2 separate regions of the Sus scrofa genome follow, and region 1 is linked to region 2. Evidence: chromatin contacts called from public Hi-C data. All regions are on one chromosome and are shown on one strand. The core of a region is the stretch at or near the end of the contact, and the rest is flanking DNA. Distances in the headings are between cores, read along the strand shown. Region 1 has its middle 68 kb from the start of ITGB6. Region 2 overlaps ITGB6 (integrin subunit beta 6).

Evidence for each region. A called contact is a pair of places that touch in the nucleus more often than the background predicts.
Region 1: a contact with region 2 is called in a Hi-C map of skeletal muscle, with 2.6 times the contacts expected there. The contact joins two enhancer-like sites. A contact is called at or near these places in 3 of 47 Hi-C or Micro-C datasets (epiblast stem cells, heart right ventricle and skeletal muscle) and 1 of 2 datasets of contacts at active chromatin or transcription factors (skeletal muscle).

The regions. Positions count from the first base shown.
Region 1 is chr15:67,185,498-67,192,131 of Sscrofa11.1, reverse strand. No RefSeq gene overlaps it. Among named protein-coding and RNA genes, the nearest start is that of ITGB6, 68 kb to the right of the region's middle. Within about 2 kb of position 1,696, at least 40 of the 83 cell types and tissues checked have an H3K27ac peak or open chromatin away from gene starts, as enhancers often do. A contact at or near this core is called in skeletal muscle, where this site is marked.
Region 2 is chr15:67,082,049-67,088,299 of Sscrofa11.1, reverse strand. The region is part of intron 8 of ITGB6 (integrin subunit beta 6); the gene reads left to right. Among named protein-coding and RNA genes, the nearest start is that of ITGB6, 36 kb to the left of the region's middle. Within about 2 kb of position 4,064, at least 2 of the 83 cell types and tissues checked have an H3K27ac peak or open chromatin away from gene starts, as enhancers often do. A contact at or near this core is called in skeletal muscle, where this site is marked.

The sequences.
Region 1 (6,634 bases), core at 447-2,946, 110 kb before region 2:
CTTCCCAGACCTTCTTTTTACTACTTTCAGTTCGTGTACAGGGGCAGCCACCATATTTCTTCTCAATAAAGTCCATCTTTGGTCTGTTCTTAAGGACCAGTGAGCCAGACCCCTCTCCTTCCTCTGTCCTTATTGCTGCTACCTTTTGAACTGTGGCACTGTCATTTCCCAGCAAGGGGGCAGAAAGTGTCCCATCTCTGGTAAGCAGGCTCACAGGTTAGGATTTCAGGAGGAACTTATCTGTGCCTCGCTGACCCAGGCCTCCTATAGTGACTTCATTTGGCCATCCCCAGTAGGAGGCTCCAGCGCCACACTCATGGGGAGGAACAGCAGCTCTCTTCCACACTGACATGCTTTAGCGAAGGCTCTTAGTACAAGAGATTAACTCCTTTTACCCAAAGTGAATGAAATGTTTTAGCGTCTTACAAGATTCTGTTTCTGCTGCCCAGTGATTCTTTCCTGGTGAAAGGAGTGGGCAAGAAAAATACTCATAGCCTCCATTTCTACAATGCCTGCCCTACAGTGTGGACGATGGGCGATGTGAATTAGATACCTGGGGTTTAGAGTACATGACTTGCCAGGGCTCTCGATGGGCGATGTGAATTAGATACCTGGGGTTTAGAGTACATGACTTGCCAGAGCCGGGAGAGCCCTGCTGCCCACTGGCTCTTTGAGAAAAGAAACGGGGTCCTCTGATGATAACCAGAGCTTCAGAGAGAAAGGAGTTGGGGCCGGAGCAAAGCATGGCCTCATTGAGATCCACGCAGGCCGCTAAGAATGTAAGCTTTGTGGCCTCATGATCTGCCCCTGCCTCACTTGTTCCCAGGCTCTTTCGCCCATGACCACCAACCAAGAGGCAGGAAAGAAATACGTTGGGCACCTTAAGTTTTGTTAACATTATTTTTGTTCTCATATTTTAAGATGTTTTATGTCATTGGAGTCCTGGGACATCCAGTGGCAGTCTTTACACAAACTGATACCATTTTTTCAGAGCACCTTTTCTATCTGCAGCAGGACTGAGCCAACCAAGTGCTGATGGCTAAAACAGAGCTGTCCCTCACAGAGGATCTGTGGGGCATTTGGGGATTGACGCCACCTTACTGAAAAGCTGTGGCTCCTCCAGTGGTTAGGAGCCAGGACTCCCTCTTGGTCGGAGGTGGCCTGGGTCCGAGCATCTGGGAGGAATTCTTTCCTGGGAAGGGAGGGAGAAAGCTGGCAGCAGCTCGCAGGAAAGCAGGCTCCCTCTCCTCTGAACAGGCAGGGATGAGGAATAGCAGGGGTGGACAGGGAGCCCAGGGTTCTCACCCTTCACAGGCAGTAGCATAGGGTAAATCCACGAACCTGAATTCCACCTTCTCTCAAATTCCATAAAAGCTGATTAAAAATTCACTGGGAGAAAGGCAGTACCTCCCAGCCTGAGGGAGGGCTCAAAAATGTTCAGATCTGACGTGGATATCCTCATTCCACAAGAGTAACCAAAAGGGAAAATATCCAGCTGCCTTGGGGTAAAAGTCACAGACCTGTCGTCATCACCCCCATCCCCCCATGCACAAAAAGCTTCAGAAGATAGCAAGTGGGTGAGGAGTGAAGAGAACTCGGACCTCAGGATTAAAGAAAAGCCCAGCAGGTTCTTCCCCTCAAATAACAATGAGATGAGCTCAGCACCTCTCGTGGCGGCTGAGAACGCGGGCAACCCGGGCCACCAGCTAGGTGGCCGTTGGTAGGCGCGGCGATGCCCACGGGACTGGGAGGCTACGCCCTGCGCCCATCCTTCGTGTGGATGAACTCGGCCAGTCGATGGGATTTCAACGCGGTGGAAGTGCCCCGGAGTGGCTCAGTCTTTGTCCGTCCTGGCTTCTAACGCTTTGGGTCTTTGCAGGGCTCGGGAGTGTTCTCACTTGAGCCACTAGAGGGAGATTTTGTCGCTCTTCACCTGCAGCTGCGAGCGCCAGACCAGAGATGGCCTGGGAGGGGGCGCTGCTGATGTAAACTGAGGATCCCCGGACACAGGACACACATCGTCGGGGATTACAGGGTTCTTGAATTGGGGGTTAATTGAAAGAACTAACAAAGAGAAAATCACGTTGCCCGATGCTGGCAGCTCCCTCATGAAAGCATTGTTGCTCATATTGGAGTGTAACTTAAATGACCTTTTTTTTTTTTTTCTTGGCCGCAAATGCTGCCTGTGGAAGTTCCTGGGCCGGGCATCGAACCCATGCTGCAGCAGGGACCCGAACTTCAGCAGTGACAACGTCGGATACTTAACCCAGTTGGTCACCAGGGGACTCCTACATGTGACCTTTAAGGCTCAAGGAAGGAGGGGGCAGGGGAGGAAGTCTTGTGACTTGAGGCTGCAAAAACGTGCTGGCAGGTCTCTGGGCTGCTCAGAATTGAAAACAGGTGGCTTTGGATTAAATACCAACTTTAATGCTATTATTTTTTTTAATGTGACCGAGATTCGATCTAGGTTATTCCACTGCTCATTTACACAAGATACGGATTATCAACAAGACTGTGGGTAATTCCTACCCTCTAATATCCCTGAAGCCACTTCCTCTGCTTGAATACTTCCAGTGATGGGGCACTTCCCACCTCTCTCGACAACCTGTATCTTTGGAGAGCAGCTCTCAAACTTGTTTAAGGAGTCAAATTTGCAATTTTGTAATTTCTTTTTTTTTTTTTTTTTTTTTTTTTTTTGTCTTTTTGCCTTTTCTAGGGCCGCACCCATGGCGTATGGAGGTTGCCAGGCTAGGGGTCCAATCGGAAATGTAGCCGCCGGCCTACACCAGAGCCACAGCAATGCCAGATCCGAGCTGCGTCTGTGACCTACACCACAGCTCACAGCAACTCTGGATCCCTAACCCACTGAGCAAGGCCAGGGATCAAACACACAACCCCATGGTTCCTAGTCAGATTCATTAACCACTGAGCCACGACGGGAACTCCAAAATTTTGTAATTTCTAACTATCAGCCTTAGTTCTGCCAACTGAGAAGCCATGGGATAAGTTGATCATTGCTGTTGTTGGAAAGACAAAGCACAGTGACAGAGAGCCTATCAGTGACTGCCAGGAGTTCAAGGGGACAGGAAGATGTGCCTATAAAGGGATAGTACAGGGGAGTTTAGGAGGAGTGATGAAACTACTCTAAATGCTGATTGTGGTGGTTATACCAATCTACACATGTGCTAAAATTCATAGAAATGTAGACCCCAAAAAGTCTCTTTTACTGCATGGCCATTTATTTTTTAAATCTTTTTTTAAAATGACACAAATCAATCATCCTTCAAATGTGGGAAACTGCCAGCTCCATAAATCTCTGGGTTGAACATTACTTGTAGCTTGAACTGTTCCTCATCAGCTCACCCTCCACAGACACCACAGGTAACTCAGGATAAAACCCAGAACCCCTGTCTCTTGCTCATCTCTACCCTTCCATGAAGTGGTTTCCTTTTTGACTTCTCAGTTCCTAAAGCTTGTAGTCAGTTAAAATCCCTATGTTCTCTCTCTCCCTCTCTCCCTCCCTCTCTCTCTCTCTCTCTCTTTTTTTTTTTTTTTTTTTTTTTTTTTTTTTTTTTTTTTTTGTCACAATGATAAACACATGCAGTGGAATCTTATGTAGCTATTTTTAAATGAAGTCATTTTCCATGGCATGAACAATACTCAGGATGTAAGGTGAACAGAAACTGTTAGGCCCACTGTAGATACAGTATGTTCATAATTATGAAAACAATATTTAAGTATAAGAGATGAGGAGGTTCTTAAAAGTGTTTAGTTGTGGGTGAAAGGATTATGGAAAGTTTGAATTTTTTCATTTATACTTTCCCAACTTTTTCCAGTTGTCTACAATGAAAGCATTTTATAATCAGGATCGAGAAGTTTTTAAAATGTCCAATCGTCCTTAAGTTACACAACTTGCTATATTCCGGGTCAGCACATTGGATTAATTTTTTATTTTCAAAAGATAGTGCACCAGATTTCAGAAAACACAAAGATGACATGATGTGGTCCCATCTCCAAGGGACATTCTTGTTGGGGGACAGTGTATAAATGACAGTACTTCAAGGAGAAGTAACAAAAATGTGGTCTAAGAAAAGAGCTTTGGAGGTTCAGGGAGGGGCCAAGACGACGTACATACCCTCTCCAGAGAGTCTGGTCATTTTCACATTACCCGGCATTAGTTCCTTTTTTACTGATAAGAATTCACTCCAAAGCAGCTGTTTTCCTCACTAGTTCTTCTGCCTTCCGACAGATAAAATTGTCAGGCAGACAATGAAGCCTTTGGGAGCTCTGCCCTTGCCGGTATCCAAGGAGTTAACTTCTTTTGTTATTCCTGCTCTAAAAATAATGGGAAGTGTAACAAGAAAGTGTGTCCTGTTTTGTTTCATTGTAATCAATCAGGATGTAGGATACTTTCCTAATCACATGATTTTGCCTTCTTTTACCTACCCTGGGTCAAATCTGCACACACAGCAGATTTTGGACTTTGCAAACCTGTGTAGTTTTCTGCCCCCTTCATTGGGAACTCACTACTTTCCTTTTTTTTTTTCTTTTTAGGGCCAAATGTGTGGCATATGGAAGTTCCCAGGCTGCAGGTCGAATCAGAGCTACAGTTACTGGCCTACGTATGCCACAGCCCCAGCAACACCAGATCTGAGTCACGTCTGCGACCTACAGCACAGCTCATGGCAGTACCAGATCCCCGACTCACTGATCAAGGCCAGGGATTGAACCCACATCCTCATGGATAGTAGTCGGATTCGCTTCTTCTGAGCCACAATGCGAACTCCTGAGAACTTATTTCTTTCTTCACAGACGTCTAGTCAGGAATCCCATCATACACACTTTGTTACACATATTGCTTTGACATATGCCCAAGACCATGAATATTATTCCTGGCCTCCTGGCCTCTTATTTTCTCTTAAGAAATACTGAAGGAATGTCTGTTCTTGTTTATATGCATGATTTTCTTCCTAATGTTTAGTTCAGTTTTATAGAGAACATTTACTATTCTCTCAACTGTCACTCTTCCCAATGATTCTTCTGTCTGTCTCTTTTTACAAACCTTTATTTTTACAAACATTTGAAGCAGCTTACAGGAAACACAGTAACACAAATGTAAAATTCAGGGCTTGGGAGGTTAACAATGAAGAGAGCTCAGGAAAGCGCAGACTGTAGCTCTGCAAACCAGAGGGCCTCCATCATCCTTATAGTTGAACATCACTGATTTTGAGTTTCCTGGCAGCCAAGGTGAAAAGGGAGAAAAGTACACACATCTATGGCTCTTAGGGTCAGGACTACCAGATCTTCTGCGAAAAGACAGATTTACCACAATTAGATAGTGACTCCTGCAGGAAGCACTGGGTCATGTCTTCCACCACCTTCCTCTGTGAATACGATTGCGCTTTCCCAAGGAAGTTTCAGGTAGGGCCCCTCAATGAAAGCTAAAGACAGTATACCAAAGCACCACTTCATAAAAGTGATTCTGGAAGGCTATTAGCCTCTTTTTTTTTTCTTTCTTCTTTTTTTGACCCATGCTGTTGCAGTGAAGGCTCCCAATCCTTAACCCACTGCTGGAAGGCTGTGGACTCTTAGTGGACATTCTCCGTTAAGTCTTCTCAAATGTTCTTATGCAGCATAGCATACCTCATTCCTCTCACCAAGCCCCTTGCTCTGCTTCTGAAGGACAAAAATCTTTCAGGCAACAGTACAAACATTCCAGGTGCTCTTTTCACTTCCACATTCAGCCCCTCAAAGGCAAAAGCAGGGCAAGCCCCAGGTCATCTGCAGTTGACTGAGCACTTCAAAGTGATGCCTCAGGCCCTGTCCAGTTTTTTCCATTCCACCGGACAGCAGCTCACAGGCGAGTCACTGGACCCCTGGTTTGGGCTGCTGTCCACTCCTCTGGAAAGTAGGATCATGGTGCTTTCCATTACCTAATACTGCAGCTATCCAAATACTCTCAAAATTAATAATGCTTCTCTATTTTTTCATCAAAGGACCCTTGAGAGCTGAGGATAAAGCATAGGGAACTCCAGGGATGTCAAGACAGCTCTGTGTAGCCCATCATAAACACAAAACTTCTCACACTTTCTCAATGGAATCTTGTTTACCTTATATCATCTTTCTCTTTTTCCTCAAAGTGATTATGCACTTAAATGTATTTCTTAAATATTTTTTGAAATAAATGCTGCAAGTTCAATACAAAAAGAAGTTTATTCTGATTTATTTGAGAGCCAAGCATGGACCCAATAGTCTAGGACCCTCTACAAATATGGCCATTCTCCTGAATGACCACAATACAACCATCAAGATAAGGAAAAGCAAGCCTAAACATCACCAATTGTAACAGTAATGCCTTTATAGGAAAAAGATCCAGGCATTGCCTTTAGTTGTCATGTTTCATTAGTCTCCTTCAGTCTGAAATATCTCCTCAGATATCCTTTATCCGACTCCTGTGACTTGGACACAACTGAAGATCCCAGACCAGTTATTCTGCAGATTGGTTGCTTTGAAATTTCCATACAGTCCTGCCCCTTCGGCAGGAATATCACCAAAGTGGCAATGTATTCTCACTTCATTCCGTCAGGAGGTTCCTGATTTCAATTTGTCTCATTATTGAAGATGCTGTTTCAGC
Region 2 (6,251 bases), core at 2,815-5,314:
CTTGCACAGAGAGAGCAGATAGAGTGGAGGGAGCCTTGGCTTTAAAGTCAAGACCTGTTTCTGCCACTCATTAGCTCTGTGAATGGGCAAGGTACTCACTTCTCCAGCTGAAACAAAGGCCTAAATTTTTAAAGGTTAAAGAAATCAAAAGAACCCTAGCAGAATCTTATGCGTTGAATTATGTCCACCCCCACCCCCACCCCCATATTAGCTATTAAAGTCCTAGTAAACACCTAATACTGCAGAATGATCTTGTTTGGAAATAGGCCTTTGCAGATGTGATTAGTTTACAATGAGGTCATACTTGAGCAGGGTAGACCCTTAATCTAATATGACTGGTGTTTTTAGAAGAGACACAAAGTCAGAGACACAGCAAGGAGAGCACCACGTGATGACGGAGCCAGAGACTGAATCCACAAGCCAAAGAAAGCCATGACTACCAGCAAACCATCAGAAGCTAGTATCAACTGAAACGACAACAACAAAAATACACATTTCAGATAGCTCTGAAATACTGCTCCAAAGAGGTCGGGGTGCGTGTCAGTGTATGTGTGATTTGGGTGAAGAGAGAAAGTACAGGCAACCAGGCACACATTTTGCAGAAGGTGACTGCTAGTCTCGTGAAGGTTACTGTTATTCACAAGGAGCAGTCATCACCATGAAGGATTTTAGTGCTTTTCCAGATATGAGGCTTATAAAATGTTCTCCTAAAAATATCTAACTATGTAAAGACCTGTCCTGTCAGTTTTGCCCAGAGCACAGAGGGCCTCTCTCCTGATCCCCACCCTGAGCTCCTTTCAGGGGGTGTTGCGGGTCGGCAGCTGCAGTGGCTCATGGTTCAACCTCCGTAGAGGCAGATGGCAAGTGCCCATCTCCGGTTCACAGTGGAAAGAGGCAAATGCAGATTCTCCCCTGCTGGTTTCAGAGGGAGCGTGAAACACCTTGCCTTCGGATTTCAAAAACTCTGAGACAAGAAATTTCTGCTGCTGTAAGCCACTCAGTTTGTGGTTCTAAGTCACCCTAGGAAGCATCCCTAGGAAGTGAATACATCTGGTTAACCTGGGCTTACTCATTAACCTCTCTCTGGCTCACCAATGACATCACCAGGATGGCCACTTTTCTTTTCTTTTCTTTTTAGGGCCACTCCCTTGGCATATGGAAGTTCCCAGGCTAGGGGTTGAACTAGAACTACAGCTTCTGGCCTACACCACAGCCACAGTAACAGCAACAGGGGTTGGAGCCGTGTCTGCGACCTACACCACAGCTCACGGCAATAGCAGATCTTTAACCCACGGAACGAGGCCAGGGATTGAACCTGAAACCTCATGGATACTAGTCAGGATTGTTTCCGCTGAGCCACCGCAGGAACTCCAGGATGGCCATTTTCAGGCACTTACCATCAATGGTCTGGCGAAGAGATCTAACTCCAGGGCAGAGCATAGCAGGTGGGTCCGGCTCTATTACTTCCTGGCTAGATGACCTCAGGCAATTTACTTAAACTCTCTGGGCTTCAGTATTTTGGCATGATAATGGATATTACTGTGGATAATAACGGTACTTAGATAATAGAGCTTCTGGGGAGAATGGAAGAGGTGATGCTGCTGGAGAGGAATGTCTGCTCAAGTTATTCTTTCCCAGACTGAGGTGGTTAGTGGGTCAGGTGAGTGCTGGTGCCTTTTAGCCCTGTCTGCAGTATGGGCTCCTCACACCAGACCAAGTGAGCCAAGCAGGACCGAGGAGACAAAAAGCGATGTGACCCCCCCTCCTCAGCACTCCCACCACTCCCTGAGGCTCCCACAGAGTCCCTCAACCGCAGATGCTCAGGAGCCCTGGGCTTCTGAATATTTGGGTGTCAAAAACCAGGAGGTGCTTGAGGCTGTCAGGAGCTTGTGAGGACCTCTCCATCCTTTTGGGGGGGGATCCCTGAATGGGTGCTGCAGGACTTGAAGGGGTTGGTCCTGGGACCAGCTCATGAGGAAGGAGAGAGACAAAGAAGGAGGCAGGCTGGCCGTGAGTTCCGAGGAGTTTGCCCAGTGTACACCTCCTGTGGGTCCATCCCAGGGTAGGAGGAATCCAGGTGGGAAATGATTGTTCCTTTTGTGGAAACAACTTGAAAGATCTGAGGGCATTTCAGAACTACCTGCACTTTCTCTGATTTAGCTGACATCTTAATTGCTGAGAATCATCTCTGGACGGCAGCAAGAACAAGTGTCTCTCTGCATTTGCCTGTCTCAGAACAGCCATACACTATGGGTTTGTGTCTATTGTTCGGAAGTACCTACAGGTGGGACTGCTAGGGCGGTGGGTGTGCTCCTGCACAGCATCAGTAGCTGCTGTCAGTTTTCCAAAGTGGTTGTACCAGACTCCTGATGGAAGTGTACGAGGGCATTGCTAGTTTTTTCCATTGTGGCCATTGTAGGGGGGCCGCACATTGCCGTCTCATTATGGTTTTAATTTATATGATTAATGATGTTGGAACTGTTTTCACAGACTCTTTTGCCACTTAAGTTTTGCCTTTTTTTTCCTTTTTTTTTTTCTGGTTTTTTAGGGCCACACCCTCGGCCTATGGAGTTTCCTAGACAGGGATCCAATCAGAGCTACAGCTGCCGGCCTCTGCCACAGCCACAGCAACGCAGGATCCAAGCGGCGTCTGTGACCTACACCACAGCTCACGGCAACGCCAGATCCTTAACCCATTGAGTGAGGCCAGGGCTGGAACCCAAAACTTCATGGTTCCTAGTTAGATTCATTTCTACTGCGCTACAATGGGAATACCATGTTTTGTCATTATTTTATCAAGAGATATCTTTCCTTGCTGATGTGTAGGTGTAGTTTGGACATTATGGTGTCAATGCAGATGCGTGTATTATGGATATTTTCTCCCACTCAGTGGCTTCTTCTCACTCTCTTAAAGGCATCTTTTCAGAACAGACATTCTTAATTTTATTTATCAGTCTTTTCCATCATAGGTAATGCTTTGGCGTCCCACTTAAGATATTTTTGTGGGACACAACAAAGATCTCTCCCCAGCTTCTATTGTGATAAAAGTCAAAATAATGTGTAGGCTTTTAGAGGAGGGGTAATGACTGGGAGGCAATAGAAGGCAGGATTCTACGAGCCGATTTTGTTCTATTTATCGACTTTGGTGGTGGCTATATTTGCTTACTTTTTTTTTTTACTTTTTAAATATTCTTTGAACTGTATACTTACTCCTTGTACATTGTGCATGTGTGGTATACGCCAGTAAAGTTGAGAGAGGGAGAGAAAGAGGGAGAGAGAAGGAGGGTAAGAAAATGTACAAACAGGAGATACTGTTTGTACAAACCAAAGAGATACAAGATAATGATCCCCCAAATACTGTGAAAGATTAGAGAAAATATTTGGGGACTGATTATATATAATCGTAGGTTCTCTATCTATACAAGCCAATCTTTTAATATAAGTATTTTGGCAAAAAAAATGTAATAAGCATAGTTAAAGTGATTTTGGTTAATATTACAATATTGAAAATAAACAGTGAGCATAAAATCCCTCCATATTAGTGAGGTTCCTCAGAAAGAGTTAAGCAAGCACAGAGCCTAAAGAGAAGCAGTAAACGTTTGGTTTTAGGAGTTCCCATCATGGCACAACGGAAATGAATCTGAGGAGCAACCATGAGGTTTCGGGTTCCATCCTGGCTTCCCTCAGTGGGTTAAGGATCTGGCGTTGCCATGAACTGTGGCGTAGGTCTCAGATGCGGCTCGGATCCGTGTTGCCATGACCGTGGTGTAGACCAGCAGCTGTAGCACCAGTTCAACCCCTAGCCTGGGAACCTCCATATGCCTCAGGTGTGACCCTAAAAAGCAAAAAAATAAAAATAAACATTTGGTTTTTACAAATTTTTGGTTAAAACGCTACTAGCGGGGAGTTCCCACATGGCTCAGTGATAAGTGAACCCAACTAGCATCCATGAGGATGCAGGTTCTATCCCTGACCTCACTCAGTGGGTTAAGGATCCAGCGTTGTTGTGAGCTATGGTGTAAGTCACAGATGTGGCTGGGATCTGGCATTGCTGTGGCTGTGGTGTAGGCTGGCGACTATAGTTTGATTGGACCTCTAGCCTGAGAACCTCCATATGCCTCGGGTGCAGCCCTAAAAAAAAAAAAGAAAAGAAAAAATGCTGCCATCAGATATACCGAAGTCGATTTCTGACTTCCCACCCTCTGATGAAGAACATGAGTAGCGTGGTCTGTATAAAACAGTGGCTGATGAGTCTGAGGTGGTGAGGAGCCCATGGGGCTATAGCAGAAATATCACAAGAGTAGGACATGGAGTTCCAGCAGAGCCACCATCCGAAGCCAAAACCCAGTCACAGTGCCTAGCAAGAATACAGCTAATAATAAACCATATCCCAGAATAGCCAGGCCCTGAACTTGAAGATAAGAGTTAACCCAACAGGAAGTTCAGTCAAAGCAGGAAAGAAGGTGCCCTTAGGAGCTGTCCCCTCTATGGCTGAGAATGCCATGATAGCGCCCAAAGCAGCCTGGTTCTGCCATGGTCCTCAGTCTGCATCTCTTTGAAGAGAAAACCAATCCACAGCCTCTCCCCAGCATCCTGGTGTGGCAGGTATGTGTGTCTGTGGTTCCTCTGCCCTTAGCCAAGCAGGAGCGCACAAGTGATGGCTGATTCTGGCAGCCAGAAACCCAGAGGCCCCAAACTTAGAGAAGCTCTCTGGGAGAAGCTTGGAGTGTGTGGGTGTGAATTCAGAGACTCCTCTAGTGCCTTTGAGGCCTTCCCAGCTAAAGGACCACCTGTCCATTTTTTATCCACTACCCTGACAAATGGGAGATTTCCAGAGATCGAATGTAAACTGAGGGACAAATAAGAAAACTTTTTTTGAGGTTGGAGCAGCATGAACAAAAAAATAAGGCTTGATGAAGGAAGTTAAGAAAGCGAAGACTAGCAAATAAAGCCAACCTTGCAAACACAAGTGAGAAAAGCAACCTCAGGAACTCCTGGGTGGCAGAGTGGAGAAGAAAGGGCTAAAATCCATAATTAGGATAATCCATGGACAGATAACAGGGAACTCAAGCCCAAGAAATTCAAGCCCAAGCAAAGGAGTTTGCGTTTCTAATCAGCTCATGCAACGTTGCCTTTTCAGAGTTCACCATTTCTAATTTCCAAGAGCTCATTTCCAGTCACATTGCTGTAATTTATCACATCCAGGCATGCAAAATCATCCTTTTTCTAACATTAAACATGTTTAATCAGGACAATTTATAATAGCACTTTAGGGCTTTAGTGAAAGAAAGGCATTTGACACATGATATTTACAGTAATCATAATACTACAAGATTTAAAGTGTAATTTTTTTACAGTGTTAGATCAGGAAGCCAAATTGTCCATGGTCCTAGTTAGTTATTTGCAATGCTTTTGCGGGGGGGGGGGGGGGGATCAGCATCCAGAAATTAATTAATAGTCTTTCTCTCTACAATGATCAGTATCATCCTTGGGTACTGCCATGAGCTGCCAGCTCCTTTATGCCCTGGCTCTAGTGGCAATCAGCAAACATGATGAATGTTAAACCTCTCGTCCTCAGAGCCAAATGCCAAATGTCATACCACATGCAGGATCATAATTATGCTGTAGGAAGTAGATGGACTTGGCTTTGTTAACCAAGCCAAAATCTGGAGGCCACTTGAACTATGGCTGTGGAAAATTAACCCATTCTATCTCAGCCTTGAGGAGACCAGGACATTTTTCAAGAACAGCAGTTTCATGCAAAGCTAAGGGCCTTGAAATTCTTTTTCAAAAGGACCTAAATGTTTCTTTGTCAACCTCGAAAGCTTCCCTCCTCCTTTTCTTCTGGGACCAGTCAAACTTATACACATTCCAGCTCCACTTGCATGAAATTCAAGTTCCCATTTAGGTATTTGCTGTTAACCACAAGTTTCATGCTTCATGGCCCTTTTGACATGTGTTTATTTGAAAAGGTAAGTCAATGAACCGGTGCCTTCCTTGTTCTTGACAAGTCCGACCTAACTCAGGGAAATGGAAGTGGACCCACCTTCAACAGGCAGTGATGGGGGCCTCAAAGTCATTGGAGGGATATTACCTGCATTACTGTTTACAGCCCCTTCGATGATAAAACACAGTGTCAAGGCAGATGGACAACACACGCTTTTTTAAGAGTTCAGATTTCCATCAGTTTCAAACTTAAACACGATCATGAAAAATGAAACCCACAAATTAAAACTAAAGCCCATTTTTCC